Regions from separate parts of the Hordeum vulgare genome. Here region 2 is linked to region 1. The links are chromatin contacts, called in public Hi-C maps. All regions are on one chromosome and are shown on one strand. The core of a region is the stretch at or near the end of the contact, and the rest is flanking DNA. Distances in the headings are between cores, read along the strand shown.

Region 1 (3,502 bases), core at 401-2,900:
AAAATCAAATGTTTACACGAATTTGAGTAAAGTTTTGAATTTGAATAGGTTTGCTAATATTTAAATAAAATAAAATGATTATATAAAAAGAAACATAAAACAAAAACCCGAGTAAAAAACATATGAAAGACCAGCCAAGCAAAATATAAAAAGATTTGGAAGGTGGAAAATAAAAAGCAACAATAGTATTAAGCCTTATACAATGCAAGACGATTAGGTGAGGTGCTTAAAAAATAAAACCGGTTTTTGTTAGGTACGAGTGTTTATTTGTCGAGGATAGACGTGTAGTTAGGTGTCTCTTCTGTAGAAATAAATATCTGTGCTTAAAAAAATGATTTATTTTTAAAACATCTTCCTAAACACGTAACATTAGGCCTGAGTAGGCACAACAGGTTAGCCTTCTGAGTTGGTTACTGAGTTTGAAAGGAAACGGTGAGGTTCTGACTTACGAGAGCTGCTATGTGACGTGTTTTGCGTCAACTAGCCATCGCTTTGCACAGAACAAACAGCCAATTTGGCGAGCTTTCTGGCCGCGCTGCGCGTTTCACTGTTTCTGCACGCCGGCCGTTTAACTGTTTTCCTATTTCACTGACCATTTGGCTGTTCCTGTTACCGTTTCACTACTTTAGCGCTTTTCACTGTACATTTGGCTGTTCCTTGTACTATTTCAAATGGTAGTACATTGTTCTGCAAAATTCTGTTTCTACAACATTTACAAAGCGGACATGTTTTAGAAATGAAGAACATATTTTAAATTTGGGAAATAAAGATCATTTTTCAAAACAGGAACGATTTTAGAGTTGTGGACAAATATTGAAGAACAGGAAAATGTGAGCAAAATTTTCAAATTCCGGAACATTTTTTCAAATTCTGGAACATTTATTAAATTCTATAATATTTTAACAAAATCTGGAACATTTTAACAAATTCGGGAACATTTCCTAAAAAACTTGGTTAGTTTTAAATTCCGAAACATTTTTCAAATTCCTGAATATTTTTTCAAAATCCGGAACATTTTCACAAATTCCGGAATATTTTTCCAAAATCTGGATTTTCAAATTCTGCAACATTTTTTCAAATTCCAGAACATTTTCACAAATTTCGGAACATTTTTTCAAAATCTTGAAAATAAAATCAAATTCCGGAACATTTTTCAAATTCTGAAACATATTTTTTCAATATTCGGAACATTATTTCAAAATCTTGAACATTTTTTCAAATTCTGGAACATTTTTACAAATTCCGGAAAGTTTTTTCAAAATCTTGAACATTTTTTCAAACTATAGATCATTTTTCAAATCCTAAAACATTTTTTCAAATTCCAGAACATTTTTTGAAAATTCAGAACAATGTTGAAACAGAAATAGAAAAAAAAGAAACAAAAACAGAAACAGAAAAAACAGAAAAAAAATAAATAAAAAAGTTTCGGTGAACCTTTTAGAAGTTTTCTTAAAACAGGAAAAAACCAAGTGGAAACCTTTAGAAGGTTTCCAAAACCGGAATCGGTGAAAGTTTGAACGGGCCGGCTCAAACCCAGTCGCTCGCTCGCACCCACTGTGTGAAGCGGCGACTATTTGCCACAATGAGCGGCGAATAGGAAATTCCCTGACTTACAACCTCACTTTTTGAAGGTTGAAAAAAGTAAATGGGCTGAGTCCGGGATGTAATGGGTGTGCGTCGGTTTGTTTAGTTGCATCTATCCGAATAGGGAGCTCCTACCTGCTCGGTGCAGCAGGAAGTTCCGAGCCGCACAGTGGGGGCACCCCGAGTCGGCTGGCCCAACTTTGATTCCTTTTTTTCTTTTCATTTTCTTTTACCTTTTTCCTCTTCTGTTTATTTTCTTTTTTGGCTCCTTTTTTCCTCCATTTTTCTTTCTTTTTGTATTTGAAGAAAAAACGTTTTTCGAATTTAAAGAACACTTTATGAAAATCCAGAACATTTTTTCAATTTATCAATGATGTTTGAAAAATGATTTTATTTTTGAAATTTGGAACATTTTATAGAAGCAAGATCATTTTTTGAAAATTTAAGAACAATTTTCAACATTTAAAAACAATGTTTGAACACAATCTAAGTCAAGAAATTAATCTAAATTCTCATACTTAAAACATATTTAGAAAACCTCAAACATTTTCTGAAAACTGGGAATAAATTTTGAAAATCAAAAAGGTTTTTCAAAGTTATAATATTTTTTTTTAAAGAAATGTTTGAATTAAAAAAAACTTCGAATTTGAATAACAACTTTTGAAAATCCAGAATATTATTTGAAAATCCGAAATATTTTTTGAAGATCCTGAGCATTTTCTTGAAAATCGAAAACATTTTCCGAATTTGAAGTACAATTTCTGAAAATGCCAAACATTTTTCAAAAATCCAAAACGTTTTTGAAAATCCAAAACATTTTCTAAAAGTTCACAACGTTTTTATAAAATCCAGTTTTTTTTAAAAAAAAAGCATTTTTGAACTCGAAACACATTTTTAAAAATCCAAAACATTTTTTGACAATCCAGAATATTTTTTAAATCGAGAGAGAAAAAGAACAAAATAATAAAGAAAAATGAAAACAAAACAAAAAAGGTTCACGAAACCTTCTACAAGTTTTTCAAAACTGGAAAAAGGTGGCTGAAAACCTCTAGAAGGTTCCTAAAACCGGGATCACTCAAAGACGCTAGCGGGACCGGTCCAAATCCCATGGCTCGCTCTGAAATCCTGTGTGTTTGCGTGACTAGCAGCAGCAAAGAGCGGCAACTATGGTTTTCCATCTGAATAGGCGTGAGGACGCCAACCACCCCGACCCACAACACAGGAATATATATTTTTTGAACTTCGACGACATTTATTGAACAATAGTCATGTGTTAAAAGAGAGGGGATCTAGAAGGTTACTCCCTCGGCATTGCCATTGCACATGACTACTTATGCCTATGTTTGGCGGCGGGCAAAAGGCATGTGGCGACGCACCTTGCAGGTCACAGCCGATCAACACCAATGGTGGAAGTTGTCACGTTGCGCGTGATGACCACGACAATGCGCAACAAAATTAGTGGTGAGTCCCTCTTTCATTAGTTTATTTGATAATTGATGTGACAATATGGATCTGCAATTCCGCGTTAGGATTTAGGTTGCATCAATTTCTTGATTTAGATGGCATTGATCAGGTGCAACAATCTCTTGTTTTATCCTCACAAAATGGTACTAAAAAATTCGACACAACACACCGATTCTAAATCATTCGGATTTAGTTTGTCAACGATAGTCTAAAAAGAAAACATATAAAAGCACAATCCATAGTTATACATTACTTGTATTCACAAAAGTAACAATATACAAAGATAAAACGTATATACGCAACAAAAAACAATGAAGGAACAATCGGTTATACTGTTGCATACAACCTTCCCTGCAATTACCTTGTACCGAAGATCTTCTCCGTCGTTGGAGAAGAAAAGCACAAGAATCCGAGCCTATTCAACGTCGGATCCATGGCCAACACCAACCCCCCC
Region 2 (3,502 bases), core at 502-3,001, 180 kb after region 1:
GCACTCCTTCCATCACTATTTATTGAAACCTTTGTTTTACGGTGACGAGATCATGCCAAAGAAATGATACACGCAAGTAGTTTTTTGGTTGTGCCTTAAAACGAATATTATGGACCAAGATTTGTCTCTTTGGAGCACACTAGTCAATATTCCTTTTTCCACACACACTACCTCAAGAGAAAGTCAAATAATATTTATCATGGTGTTGTGACTACATACATGATGAATGATGACATCATGGTTGATTATATCCAAATATCAAAACCATTTAAGGTGGCCAATGAGAATGTTTTTGAGGTTCCTACTCCGACCCCAACGAGGAAAAGGCAATTAGATGGATAGAGCTCAAGGCACTAGAGAACACATTGTTGCCATTGAGCGGGAAAAGTTGATGATCACTAGAAATGAGGTGATGGCCCATAAAATGGATCAAGGGTAAAAGATTATGTTTACGGACACTAGCGGTCTTGTTAAACAACAAATATCACACATGAAGGCACTCATGGACATGTATTGACATCAAAGATGGGCAGGTTTAAGGGTGGTACTGTCACATTTGATGCTCCATGTGTGATAATTTTGGATGAACTTTCGTTATATGTTTGATGATCATCTCTTTGCTTTGCATGTTATGTTTAAATTCAAATTTTTGTATGATTTAAAAAAATGTCATTGAATTCTATGTGGTGGTATCATACAAGTTTGAATTGTTTTCATGTCGAATGTGAGTTCAAATTGTTTGCATGCACAAGAGGAAGAGAGAAAAAATGAAAACAAGAAATTTGAGGGTGGGGTGTTTTAAGGTATGTTAGAGAAGAAGGTGCACCAAAGATCCCTTTCGAGTTGGGTCAAAAGGAGTTAGTTTTGTTGTTTGAGAAGACTTTTACTTGATATCAAGTGAGAATTGTTTTAGATATCTGAATCGAACCCAATATTTTCTTTCCCTTCTTCTTTCCTGAAAGTGGCGAGTAGGACGAAGAATCCATCTCCTTGAGGCTCCGTCGGTTAGCTCGTGGATTTCCTTTCCCTCTACCTATCACTCTGCGACCAATGAAGGGGAATGGAACCCCAATGCGTGTGCTCTGACAAGTAATTTATGTTAGAGATTTTTAGTCCTTGCAAGGGTAGCATTTGGGCGGATGGCGATGCCTCACCTTTGAGTTATCATTCCGAGCTTTAATCCTCGTTGACTTCATCCATCAGGACGGAGTCGAAGTAGTTTCGACATAGATTTTTTATGTGTCCCTGGGGAGGCAAGGTTAGAGTTTTTTTACCATATGTATGCGATGGTGAGATCTCATACATTTTAGATAGATTCAAGGGTTAAATATCGGCTTCAAAGCGTTGGTTTTTAGGGACATGTGCACGAAGACTTTTTGTCCATCCTCAACAAGATTAGTATGGCATCTATAAGAAAGAGGTTCGTCATGACTACAGTAATAGTTGTTTGATGGTTTATGAATTTTGATGCAATATTTATTATATTTAGGATGCTTAGTATCTGTGATGAGTTTATTTATAACAATATTGTCTTTGTGAAAGAAAGAAAGAAAGGGAAAAAAGAATACTTGGTTACAGGAGAGAGTTCTGGTGGTGTGGTTGGTGAGTCCACGAGAGGATCCCATGCGCTACATGTGGCGAGCGCATGTGCGGAAAAATAGTACAGTATCCGCGTGGATCCAGATCCGCCCGGGGCGTGGATGGCATGTCGACAAATCGGTGCGGGTCCCACTCTCCGGCAACCAACCGCTGGTACTAGTCTCTGTCCGGCCCCCCCTCCGATTCTCCGGGGAGTCCGAGCGAGCTCACGAACAGCACACCATCCGACTCGCTCGCTCTCACTCTCCCCTCCGGCGCCCGCAGACGCCGCCGGCAGATCCAAGCAATGGTGCGCCTCACTCAGACACACTTCTCTAGCCCCGCTCGCTTGCTCCTCCTCCCTCGCATCTCGTGAGCCCGCGCCTTGGCTCTCGCGATCATCACCTCGTTTTCTCCGCCTTCTTTTCAGGATTTGAGGGCGTTCTTCGGGGGCAAGAAGCAGGAGCCGGAGCAGAACGGGCACGCCAACGGGGGCGTCAAGAAGAGGACCGCCGATTTGGCCATCTACGAGCAGTACGAGCAGCAGGTCCGTGCCCTGTGCGTTTGTGTGCGCGCTGGCTTCTTTGGCGATCGATTACGCGCATGTAGGTGTTCTTGGTTGGCCCTGTTCCCTTGATCCACAATCGTATCTTTGCTGTTACAGGCCAGGCAGCCGGAGATGCGCGCCGCGGCGATTCGCGATGGGAATGCTGATGTTATGTGAGACATTTCGTCGTTTTTTGTTTTAATGCTGGTGTTATCAGATCTCGAGCTGTAGCTTTCAGCATTAATTTTGGTGCCAAATATGAGGGGGTTGACTGAGTGAAAGCTACTGGTTTGTCGGCATGTGTTTGTTGTGGAATAGGTAGAGAGTTCTAATTGTTTTGGCCTCTTGGGATTGTATGATTGAATGCATTAGTGCCACAATGCAGTTCCCTTGAAGGGGTCGGCTGCATCGGACGTGCCCCTAGTTCAACTGGAGATTAACATTTTTGGGTGTCAAACCTTACTAACTGGCCATGTTGGGCTGGACATCTTACCTATAGAGTTGTGGAAGTAGTTTAAAATATGTCTTGCAAGAGAATTTTGAAACCATCTAGGATTGGTGCTGTTGGTGCTACCAGGTACATGTCTTTAAGGGGACAATTTTGGGCATGATTTTGTGGATTTTAGCTGGAGCATAACTTGAATCATTAACGGTTTCTTGTTTCCTGTCTAATAAAGTCCAACACAGGTTCAGTTCTTTTCATATCTTTGTGCTATTTGGCATATGGTAATTGTCCACGGAAAGAAAGAAAAAGTGTCATCATCGAAAAATCTTTAAACCAGCACGGCAAACTAACATACGGAAAGTCCTAAGTTGCCACTATGTTTCACTTCAATTTCAACATTCGCTCTTCCTGAAACATATTTTTGCATGCTCAAATCTTAGTTATTCAAAATATTTGCTCTTCTTGAACATTACAATTATGGAGGTTACTTTTGCAGTCAGAAGCCTCTCCTACCTCAGTTTGAGTCAGCTGAAATGCGTAATTTAGCAGAGACATTGTTGCGGTAAGGAGTAATTAAGCTTCACATATGCTCAAAGAATTAGGGATGACATTTTCTAGCTATTGACTTGTCCTCCTTTCAGGGATATTATCCGAGGGAGCCCAGATGTGCAATGGGAAAGCATCAAGGGACTAGAGACAGCAAAACGCCTCCTAAAAGAGGCAGTTGTCATGCCCATAAAGTACCCAAAGTAAGGTTTCTACTTTATGATAAGATTAAAGTTATTCTTTGGACATGACCTCATAGTGTGTTCAACTGTACCATCATTATGCCCTTTGCTAGTGGTATCTAAGGTTCTCAGCTTCTTTGTGTGATGATTTTCCTTCTTCCAAGTAAGTAATAAATTCGAGAAGGTAGTGAAGGTCTTTTTTTC

The links. Hi-C and Micro-C count contacts between places; a contact is called where the count stands out from the background.
Region 2: a contact with region 1 is called in a Hi-C map of leaf, with 3 times the contacts expected there. The contact joins the promoter of LOC123444443 here to the enhancer-like site in region 1. A contact is called at or near these places in 3 of 6 Hi-C or Micro-C datasets (leaf and seedling) and 1 of 1 datasets of contacts at active chromatin or transcription factors (embryo).

The regions. Positions count from the first base shown.
Region 1 is chr3H:493,179,186-493,182,687 of MorexV3_pseudomolecules_assembly, forward strand. No RefSeq gene overlaps it. Among protein-coding and RNA genes, the nearest start is that of LOC123444442, 170 kb to the left of the region's middle. Within about 2 kb of position 1,651, at least 3 of the 3 cell types and tissues checked have open chromatin away from gene starts, as enhancers often do. A contact at or near this core is called in leaf and seedling, where this site is marked.
Region 2 is chr3H:493,358,464-493,361,965 of MorexV3_pseudomolecules_assembly, forward strand. It overlaps LOC123444443 (katanin p60 ATPase-containing subunit A-like 2), which reads left to right and starts at 1,752. Exons shown (of 12, transcript XM_045121151.1): 1 at 1,752-1,888; 2 at 2,009-2,125; 3 at 2,243-2,298; 4 at 3,067-3,132; 5 at 3,212-3,319. The coding sequence starts at 1,886.